2 separate regions of the Zea mays genome follow, and region 2 is linked to region 1. The links are chromatin contacts, called in public Hi-C maps. All regions are on one chromosome and are shown on one strand. The core of a region is the stretch at or near the end of the contact, and the rest is flanking DNA. Distances in the headings are between cores, read along the strand shown. Region 1 holds the start of LOC100279916. Region 2 has its middle 120 kb from the start of LOC100279916.

Evidence for each region. A called contact is a pair of places that touch in the nucleus more often than the background predicts.
Region 2: a Hi-C map of leaf shows a contact between it and region 1, with 6 times the contacts expected there. The contact joins the enhancer-like site here to the promoter of LOC100279916 in region 1. A contact is called at or near these places in 7 of 25 Hi-C or Micro-C datasets (ear, endosperm, leaf and 2 more).

The regions. Positions count from the first base shown.
Region 1 is chr4:119,061,019-119,066,848 of Zm-B73-REFERENCE-NAM-5.0, reverse strand. LOC100279916 reads left to right here and starts at 2,164. Exons shown (of 5, transcript NM_001152868.1): 1 at 2,164-2,529; 2 at 2,618-4,756; 3 at 4,999-5,185; 4 at 5,318-5,366. The coding sequence starts at 2,670.
Region 2 is chr4:119,183,952-119,189,781 of Zm-B73-REFERENCE-NAM-5.0, reverse strand. No RefSeq gene overlaps it. Among protein-coding and RNA genes, the nearest start is that of LOC100279916, 120 kb to the right of the region's middle. Within about 2 kb of position 3,666, at least 18 of the 20 cell types and tissues checked have an H3K27ac peak or open chromatin away from gene starts, as enhancers often do. A contact at or near this core is called in ear, endosperm, leaf and 1 more, where this site is marked.

The sequences.
Region 1 (5,830 bases), core at 915-3,414:
TGCTTTGCTGGGACGGCTGGGATGGGATCAAGGACAGCCGGACTCCGGATAGGGAGTAGGCAGAAGCAGCGGCACAGCCCAGAGCCCACGGCCAACAGCGCAGCCCAATAGGCAACAGCCCACGACTAGGACCAGTTCGGGTAGAATGGGTACTTCGGGTACCGCGAGTGAATACCCGATTAGGCCCAAACTTAGTTCGGGTATTTAGTTTTGTTACCCGTTGGAATTGTTCGGGTAACGGGCATCGGGCTAAACGGGTACGGGTTCGGGTATTTTGGGTAACGGGCTTCGGGCTCGGGTTTTATGCCCAGTCCTACAATATAGCTTGGCTTCGAAGGTCCATCCTTCAGTAACTCCGGAGCAGGCCTCGACGATGACAAAGCCCTCATAGCTTATGAGATGGGTAGGGTATCTTTTCATGCCTCCGAAGAGGTACGTGTGATCAGTTTTTGCGGTGGTCTGAATCCTAGCCATCTGAGTGGACTGGAAATTGTCTGAGATGACTTAGCCAAAGCCAGCATTCGAAGCAGCGGTGGATGGGAAGCTTCGGAGGCACATAAAATTTTGGCAGCAGGTAGTTGTGGGCAGTAAATGTGATCCGCACCCACCCGCTCGGCTGTTTTATACTGAGAAATGGGTGTGAAGCGGCGTGAGACGTCGAAAAACATTCCCGCACATCACTCTCAGCATCTCCCTGTCCGTCTAACTTTCAGATCAATTGTTTTTATTGAATCGATCTATCTTCTTCATAACGGAATTCAGGAAGGTGTTTTTCGGACCTTCGGCACAAAGCCTCCCAATTTTATTTTTTACGATCTAAGTTCGTTACGAAGAAACAAACTCATCCCGCGAGGGCTACTGTTGGGGGCTTACCTTTGCCAGAGTTCTTCATTTAACCTTCACTTCGATATGAACAAGTGTGTTTCAAGTACACTTCAATCAATGGACGAAGCTGGTCTTCGGCCGAAGCAGCGTATAAAGAAGATTCACCCATGCGTGCAGATAATAAAGGTGTGTGCCGAAGTTGATAGCTTCGGCAAAAGGAGAAAGGCTTCGAACACAAGCCAGCGGAGAAGCTTTCACGCGATGAAGGCCAAGATCTGCGCAGCAAAGGAAGGTCATTTGTAAACAATGTGTGTAAAACCTTGAGGGGCATGATTGTAATTTTGTACGAAGGCGTTTCATTTTTTTTCTATAATTAGATGAACAAAGTCATGCATAAGATACCTTTTTGAGGACCATAGCTTCGGCCTTCGAAGAGCCATCATACCACCTTGTGTTAAGGAGCCGAAGGTATACTTATAAACTAATTTAATAAAAAAAAAGAAGTCGGAATAAGAATGCTAAGACAGATGAGTTCCATACAATATTTTTCATTGTCTTTTCACATCGTTTCATTTCCACTTCATTTTGAGAAACTTCGTCCTTCGCGCTAACACTTCGAACCAAAGGACGAAGGTCCAAATATTTAACTTGTGTTGCCTTGATTTTCGATACCTTCAGGGATTGAAATCAAGTACCAACGGATCCATATCTCATCAATAATGAAATATACTAAAATAGCATATTATCTTTATGTCTAGCATGATAAATTCATCGAACCCAACATAATTTTATTACAAGATCAACAATTCCATACTAAATGACAACATTATGCCATAAGATCATACAAAATATAGCACTCATAACCTAAAAGAGAGTTATTAATAACAACATACAACATTATGATAGTTATCTAATTGTTCAGTATACAATACTTAATATTTAAATGTTTAAGACGTGTAAGCTATTGAAACAAAAAGGGCATCATTCTTGCTCTTCCAATTTTATATGGAATATTTCTAATAATCTAGACACACATGACATGTGTTAGTGGATTCACGTGTGAAGAGAGAAAATACTCATAGCCACCATATCTAATGTATATAATAAAGTATCTAATAAAATACCTATAGACATAAAATTTGTTAAATATATGTTTTAATAGAGTTTTTACCCATCAAATATCGAGTTACTATTACCATCTATATTGATGCGCTATATCAAACAGCTGCTTTCAAACAACAACTTCCGAACCGTCCGGCCTTAGCAAATGACATCCGGGACCCACCAGTCCTTCTCCATACTCCCGAGTCCCGACCCAAGCAGCAGATAGAGGAATTGGATCCACGTGCACATTCACGCGCCCATCCAAAACTGATACTCCGACCCACCAAAAGCAGCGACCATTAATTTCCTCTTCCTTTTTATTAACTCCTTGGATTAAACCAATCAGCAAATTCTTGCCCGTGGAAATTAGAATTCCCCAGCAGAAATAGGTGCATCGTCGCGTTCTTTTAATCTAGTAAAATTCTTCCATTTTTTCAGTAATCCTTTCCCTTCCCCTGCATCGATCGGAGTATCGGACCAAGAACAGAGGGTAGAATCAGGTAGAAAGAAACAAGAACTGACTTAGCCAGTGGTAATTCCGGCCTCCATTTGGTGGATTTATCCAATACGATGGCAAGAGTGTCCGGTGAATCGTGACTTGTGAGTTCTTGCCCTAGGGTTTCTGATTCCCCGCCGCGAGATAAGTTGCAGAAATCGTAACACCTTTTCTTTTTGGTCTTTGCCTCAGAATTCCTGACGAATTTCTCGTGGTTTCCGTGGACAAAGCTGTGACCTTTGCGATGCAGTACAACCACCGTAGCCGCTTGCCGCCGCCGCCGCCGTTCGGCCGTGGTGGGTATCCTCGCGGCCACAAGCAGCCGTACTACGCTCCTCCTCCTCCTCCGCCGTTTCCGCCGGCGCCGCCGCCGCCGCCGCTAGAGCGCAAGTACGAGGTGCTTATGGAGGCCGGTCGCCTCGCTGCCGAGTATCTGGTTGCCCAGGGCGTGCTCCCGCCAGCCGCCCTCCAGCGTGGCGCCGGCATCTCTGGCACGTGGCTTGCTCATCCTCTTCCTCCGCCCCCGCAGCTACCACAGCAGCAGGAACCCCCCGGGTTTTATGGCCGGAGGAGGTACGAAGATGAATACAACAGTAACCCTAACGGCTGGCCTAGGCGAGCCAATGGCACTAGTAGCAGCACTAGTAGCAGAGATGATTGCAGCCGTGGCAGCTACAATGGAAGAGGGAAGAGGAAGTATGGGGAGTACAGGAGGGGGTATCTGGACTCAGGGAGAGACAGGGAGGAGAGAGGAAGGCCATTTCCGAACGGTCGGCACTACGAGGAGGATGGGGATGAAGATGGGGCACCTGGGTTTCAGAGAGAGCGCCGCGGCAATCGGGGGAATGATGAGGCGAGTACTAGTGTTACAGAGGCAGTGAGGGAGGGGACACCATTGACAGCGAAGGCTGTAGCAGGGTTATGCATGGAGGATACAACATCGAAGATTATGAGCTCTGTCAAAGATACTAGTAAGGATGCTAATGATGCATCAAAGGTGCTGGAGGAGACTGAGGAAGGTGAGGTGGAGGATGACAGTGGGACGCAAAATTCAGAAACTGAGGTGGTTAAGCAAGGGATAGACACCGATGTAAATCATGCTTCTTGTCGTGTTGTTACAGAGTCAGATCCCAAACAGTTACCATATGGTAAGATTGAAGATGAGGTTCCTGATGAGGAAGCTGGAAATGAAAAAAAAGTTATGGATGAGGCTACTTTGGATCACAACACTTCTGATGGTGAGACAAATATGGAAGTTGAGATGCATGTTGGTAAGGATAGTTTGATTGACTATTGTAACTTCACAAGAACCCCAACAAGGCCCAGGTCAGTGCGTGCACACAGAAATGCAGCATGTATCCCAGGAGAAACTGCAGTTGTTGAAACAGTTGATCTAGTTTCTTCTTGTCAAGCTTCACAGATGGTAATCGGTGATTCTGCTGAGAGATCTTTGACTAACGTCGCGTCAGAAAACAGAGAAGATAAAATTTGCCATGAAAACACTAGCTCTGGTGATGTCTGTGCTGAACCAAAAGAGTCGATGCTTCTTCAAGAAAATGGAATACCAGTTGGGACTGGAAACATGGTAGAAGAGAAGGTTGATGCACAACCACATGTGGTTGTCCAGCAATATAAGGAAGAAACTAACTTATCTCCGTTAACAGATGCCCTCAAGAAGAGCTTGATGCAGGAAACCACCTTATCTCCATTTGCAGCTTCTCACAAGGATAGCTTGACGCAAGAGGATGGCTTCATGCAAGAAGCTGATTTATCTCCGTTGACTGCTAATCACAGGGATAGCTTGATTGAAGAAACCAAATTGCTACCAACAACAGCTTTTCACAAGGTCAGCTTGATTGAGGAAACTGGCTTAACTCGGACAATATCTTATGAGAATAACTTGAAGTTACAATTTAAGGAAGGAACAAAGATCGGTGATATCGATATGCTGCCACAAGATGTGGACCTGATTGAGTTGCCCGATCAAAGGAAAATAATTGGTCATGATGTTGGTGCTGAAACTGTAATAGAAATGGAAAAGGGAAAGCTGGATCAATCTAGCTCACTAAATCTATCCGATCTTGACCTAGTTCGTGGTACAGAGGTTGCCGCTGTACACAATTGTCCAGCGTTGGTCCAGCCATCTGCAGCTGGATCTTCTGCAGAGTCAAATAATAAACAGCAAGAAGGTCCTGAAACTTTTACAGGCGCCAATGCCAGTCATACATATGATTTATGCCAGATTCCATTAGATAATAAGGATGTTCAAGTAATTGATATAGAATGTGGCACACCAGTTGAAGTTGATGGATTTGATTTGTCAAAGTCAAAGTAAGTTTCTTTGACTCCAATTATTTCCTACTCTATGCTGAAGTTTTTGTAGTGAATTTTTTTTTTGGCATCATATAGGAATTCCTGATAGTCCTGTATGCGTCTCTGGCCTTTTCCCTGTGTGTCAAGAGACCAGTGAGATATGGTTCATGACAGTGTTTATTTCGTTAGCACGCCAATATATTGTTTGTTTTCAGTGTCATGATATTTCTGCTAAAAGTTAAAATTTTTGATTCAACCAGGAATGAGATGATGTGCTCTAGCATGGATAGCATGATGGACCCCGGCCATGGAATACATACGGATATTCTTCCTGGTATTCAAGATGGATACAGCCTTGCATTTTCTGATTTTCTTGGTTCTGATATACCATGCTACCCATCAATGCAATCAGATCTTCATGCTGGAATAGGTGCCAACGACTCTGAGGTGAGGACGGGAGGCTGCTTGGTGCTTTTATGTATTTTTTTCTACTTGCAGGCAATTAGTGAAGTTCCAGGAAATAATTACTGTTTCTTTCTTGAATATCATATTCATGTATATGATTTCCCCTTCTTTCAGGGCATTGCTGTCATGGATGATCCAATATATGGGTCCCTCTCTGATATTGGTAAGTTGACGATTTTCTTCTGTTCCCTTAATATACTATGTCTAATATGTTCCTGCTTTAGGTCTCAATGCCCACTTGTCTGTTTTCTGTGTACTCCCAGTTTGAGATGCATACTTAAGAAATTTGCAGTCTCAATGTTATATGAATATAGACACAGATAGATCAACAGCTCTGAATTTATTTTATTCCAAAATCACTTATCAGTGTTGATGGCACCTATCATTGGATCGTGTTTCAAAGGTTAAATGTGCAGTTGTGTTTTAGATGGCCTTTCCTTTTAGTGGGGCAAATGTGGTTTCTTGTCCTTTGTTGACAAAAATGTGTTTTAAGTGTTGGAACTTGCAAACTCAATCTGGCAAGCTCAAACGGTGGGAGAGTGGAAAGCGGTTTGATGCGAGTAGATGTAATTCACTTGAGCAACAATGTTTTTTTTCGTCCCCGCAATGGCACAGTGCGGGGGTATT
Region 2 (5,830 bases), core at 2,417-4,916, 120 kb before region 1:
TAGTGGAGGACTACCTTACCCGAAAGGGGCAAGGGCAGTAGGGGAGTTGGCGTGTAGGGAGGTTCTTGGGTTGATTTTGCTGCGATGGCGGTCAGACGGGGGATTCATACATTGTGCTCCCTAGAACTGTAGCGGGTTTTCTGAAGCTAGTGGAACTTTGTAAAGGCCTTGTAGTGTTACCCTGCCTTGTCTCCTCGGTAGAGATGAATGGGACTTCTAGACCCCTTGGCAATCAGGTGACATGACTTGTGGGTAAAGGGTACAACCTTTGCAGAGTGTAAAACTGGTATACTAGTCATGCTCGCGGTCATGAGCAGCTCAGGACTCTCGCATGATTAATTTTTGCTATTAAATTCAATTTGTCATTTGCATCACATTGTGGTTTATTATTAATTTTGACCAATTATTACTCTAGTTTGATATCTACTTATATTTAGTAATTGCTAATAAAATTTTGACCAACTTTAAATGCAATGCTCAGCTTTAACCATCCTCTTTGGTAAGCCTTACACTTCACATGAGCTCCCACCTTTGGCGAGTTCATGCACATTATTCCCCACAACTTGTTGAGCGGTGAACATATGTGAGCTCACCCTTGCTGTCTCACACCCCCCATAGGTCAAGAACAGGTACCGCAGGACGAGGTATATGGAGGATGCTGTGATGAGTTCGTGAGAGGTCTAGGTCGTTGTCTCCCAGTCAACTTTGGGTTGTTGGATCGTTGTCTTCATATGATGTAATTATTTATCTATTTTATATAGAACTCCATTATATAATAATGATGTGACATTCGTTTCTGTACCATGGGTCATCATATGTGTGAGACTTGGTCCCAGCACACTTGGTGATTATTTTCACGCCCGGGTCTTGGTGCCCCCGAAACCCGGGTGTGATAGAAGTGGTATCAGAGGAATGTTGACTGTAGGACGAAACATAGATAGAACTGGACAACCCTTACCTAATTACCTTTGCTACTCTGATTCTTTCTAAACTTTTCTTAATCTTTCTCATCTATTGCTGCTTTACTCTGATTACTCTTACCTTTTCTCGTCTACAGACCAAAGTGGATTTCACACTTTGAAATCCTGTACCTAAAGTGACTATTAGGAATAGGAAACCTAATTCTAGGAACCGAATCAAAACTATTTTTGGTAAAAAAATTGTATGCATGAGTGTTTTTCCTTATAATACTGCTTTATTCGATTCTTTGATTGAGTGTGATGAGTTGTGGAGTAATATCCACAATTGCATCTGCATCGAAGCAAATAAAAAAAGTTAATATGTTTATAAGATAACTAATCCGCTCAGATTATCGCCCATTAAAATATATCTATCTTAATAGATCCATCTTATCTTAAAAGATTCTCTCTTATTTTAATAAATTCATCTTATCTTGAAGGATTCATATTATCCTAACCACTGTACTTATCCCACCATGATCATGATCTAACGCAAATTAATTAAATCTTATCTAGTCTGAGCTAGTCATACCAATCTAACCTAGATCTGATCTAAAGTGATAGATTAACCAAACCTTACGAAGGCTAACCTTAAGTTGAGCTAATCTAATGTAAGTTACTTAACAGGAAGGTTAATACTGATGAAATAGATTAGACTCTACTCCTATAAAACATGTTCACCCTGCACTAAATTAAGAACGACAGACCAACTCGGCCATATACAACAACTTGACCTACATAATACGTTACATAACTTATCCAACCAATCTAGAAGCAAACAACCAAACTAAATCGGACTAATCCCATTTAACTCTTAGCCACCTACTAAACTAGTGGCTCTACCTATTTGTCACCTACAAATCTGTCTTAACCACATGTTCCTATCCTGGAAGAAAGACACCAAGGTCTGAAAAAAGAGCTCAACCTTGACAAGGAAGGAGATGAATCAAATCCAACTTCAAGAGGAATCAAGATCCACAGTTCAGGATGAAGTCTCTTCTTATTATCCTTCCTTGCCCCGTCCTATACTTGACATAACCTTACCTCATCTGACCTAATAGAGGACTAGACATACTATGTCCATATGTTCCTAATAACTAGTATTTAAGAACTTGGAACAAAACTTTTGGTTCCTAAACCATATGTGAAACTAAATTTTAAACCAAACTTGTTACATCCCTTTTCTTATTAATCTCGAGGACGAGATTATTTTAAAGGGGGTAGAATTTGTAACGCCTCAAAATCATATTTTGGGTAATCTGATGAAATCTTTCAATAATTTAAATTAAAATGACTTTCAATCAGAACTTTGTTCCCTTTTGAATTATATCTACTAAACCAAATATGGTTCCTAATAAACAAAAGTATCCATATATGATTTTAGTTATTCCTTTATTGGAAAATATACTTATAAGTACTATTAAAAAGGATTTAATTTAAATCATACCCTGACACAGACAATACCTTAGAAATTAATTTTCTGAAAATAACTATTTATGTGTAAAGTGCATATCTAGAAGCATGTACTTAAATAGAGAAATGAATTAATAATGATATATATATATATGTATATATATGTATATTGGCATCCATGCTGGATTTTGATTGAGCATTAAATTTGAACTGAAAACCCAAAACCCACATTTGAAATTGGAACCAAATTGAATTTGGCAATGAAATAAGAAAATAGGAAAAAGAAAAAGAGAACCACTCATATAGGACCGACTTCCCGTGCCCTCGGCCCATCTTCACTATTTCCAGCGCTGGCCCTGCTGTGCCGTTTCCTTGGATCCGATAGGTGGGACCCGCTTAATAGCCTCAAGTGATTTTGTCGCGCCCCTAACGCCGACGTGGGGGCCCCGCCAGCCAGTGGCACCATGCGTGGAATTGTTTCCCTTCGCTGACTCCGTGGCCCACACGCCAACACACTCACCCACGCCCACGCCAGCTCTTCAGCGCGCGGGGGCACTGTCGCGTGGGACCATCTAGTCAGACACATCTCCCACCCAAGCTCCGTAATAGAGGCACCGAACTCGCTGCTGGGACTCTGGTCCTGATCCCGCGATCCGCGCATACTCGGAATTCACCGCTAGAAGTATAAATCTAGGGGCCGATGAACCCCCCTCCTTCCATGCCTGGTCGTGAGTTGAGCGCTTCATCACCGGATGCAAGAAACCATCCGCCGTTCCATGTGCGCGTAGAGAGTAATTGAGGGAGCTGCCACGGACGGAGTATGGCATCGACTTCGGGGTGATCGTTCGCCACTCGTGTGCGCTTCGGGCGTTCAGGACTCGAACGAGCATGAGGTTCGAGCTAGGTGCTCGGGGTCTTCGATGGTGATCGCGGGGCGCCGCGGTCCACACCGTGCGGGTGCCAGGATTGCCTCGGCGAGAATCACGGTTAGGGCACCCTGATTTGTTTCGCTGTCTCTCTGGCGTGGTGTAGAATCGGTTGTTCGTGTGTTTGGGGTGCGGGGTCCTGGGTTGGCCTACGCCGCGACTGACATCGCTCGCGCCGCCGCGCTTGTGCCTTGTGCGTCAGGAGGATGAGGGCGAGATGTGTGCCATTGCTCGCTTGTTGGACGGTGGAGATTAGATATCTGGTTGTCGCATTGAAGCTGAGATCTTGGCCATCCATCTAGAGTTCAACGGAGTAGATTAGATCGCATTAAATAAAATCTGGGTCGTCGACCGCTCGTTGGGCAGCTCGGATTTCATACCGATTCGGGTGAGATTCAATCTAATCTAGGCCATCAAAAACAGATCGTGCGGCCAGGATGCGAGGGTACCTCTTCGGCCGGGTATTTTCTATAAAGAGTCCCTCGAGTTCGGAATAATCTACCCGCAGTCCGGTTCTTGTCAAAGACCATTACAGCAAGGTCCTAAAACTTACAAAATAGACCCTGGATTTCAATGAAATAGTGGCCGCAGTCTAATAGCCGTGTATGATTATAAATTTAATATGAGAATTGCTTATTAGGTATGAAAATAAATCTAAGAACCTAAGAAACTCATAAATTCCTCATACTAGCTCCGGTTTGATCCGTTCAAATTGCACTAGATCCATAGTAATTTTGTCTACGTAGTACAACACTGATTTATGCAATATCCCATACTTTTATAAATGGAAAATCATTTAACCTATGTATAGTGGATTAATCTTCCTGATTAAAGCTAAGTATGATATCCTAACTTGGTCCTAATTCAGTTGTAAATTAGAAGGTGGATGAACTATCTATTTCTTAATAAATACCTCCCCACATGAATGACACTAATCAACATAGAATATAGTTTTATTTATTTAAATCGTGAATATCTTACGAAAAGTCGTTCTCGAACCCGCGATCTTGTAGCGAGGCGTAGATCATTATTATGCAATTTGTCTTTATGTTTGGTGTGATGTTAATTTTTCCTATACTATGTTTGTTGGTATTGCTATGACTAACAGTGAGGTCACGACAACCTGAAGATCATCCTGGTATCTGGGAATCTCAAGTCTAAGGCAAGTTGTGCCTTTAACCACTTTTATTTACCCAATAATGTTCTCTATAATCATTTTGGCATGCATAGGTTTAATTTTGATGGGACCCAATAGGTCACCCTAGTTTGGTCATCTTTACACCTTATTTACCCTTGAACTTTTGGGTAGTCTTTCCTATTGCTATATATGGTTTTGGGTGTTGAGATAACTATTACACATGGTCATTCCTTATTATTATTGTTCATGATAAGACTATTATGTTAATTGGAACATGGAGCTTAACTTGAGAAACATGTGCCACCACAAGGGTGGAATGGGACGCTCTTGGCTAACTAATTAGGAAAGCTAGTGAAGGACTACCTTACCCGAAAGGGGCAAGGGCAGTAGAGGAGTTGGCGTGTAGGGAGGTTCTTGGGTTGATTTTGCTGCGATGGTGGTCAGACAGGGGATTTGTGCATTGCGCTACCTAGAAACTGTAGCGGGTTTTCTGAAGCTAGTGAAACTTTGTAAAGGCCTCATAGTGTTACCCTGCTTCATCCTTGTAGTGTTACCCTGCTTCGTCTCCTCGGTAGAGATGAATGGGACTTCTAGACCCTTTAGCAACCGGGTGACATGACTTGTGGGTAAAGGGTGCAGCCTCTGTAGAGTGTAAAACTAGTATACTAGCCGTGCTCACGGTCATGAGCAGCTTAGGACTCCCGCATGATTAATGTATGGAATTAAATTCAATTTGTCATTTGCATCGCATTGTGGTTTATTATTAATTTTGATCTATTATTACTCTGGTTTGGTATCTACTTATACTTAGTAATTGCTAATAAAATTTTGACCAACTTTAAAAGCAATGCTCAGCTTTAACCATCCTCTTTGGTATGCCTTACACTTCACATGAGCTCCTACCTTTGGCGAGTTCATGCACATTATTCCTCACAACTTGTTGAGCGATGAACGTATGTGAGCTCACCCTTACTGTCTCACACCCCCACAGGTCAAGAACAGGTACCGCAGGATGAGGCGTATGGAGGATGATGTGATGAGTTCGTGAGAGGTCTAGGTCGTCGTCTCCGAGTCAACTTTGGGTTGCTGTTTCGTTGTCTTCATATGATGTAATTATTTATCTATTTTGTACAGAAATCCGTTATAAATTATTGATGTGACATTTGTTTCTGTACCATGGGTCATCATATGTGTGAGATTTGGTCCCAACACACTTGGTGATTATGTTCGCGCCCGGGTCTTGGTGCCCCGAAACTCAGGTGTGACATAAGGGCGATATCAAACAAAAGCTAAGGCTTGCAATGCGACATAGGAAAAGAGAACGACCAAGAGCGGATGTGTAAGACAACACTCTTGAACTAAAACGAGAGAGGAGGCTTTAAAATGCACGTATA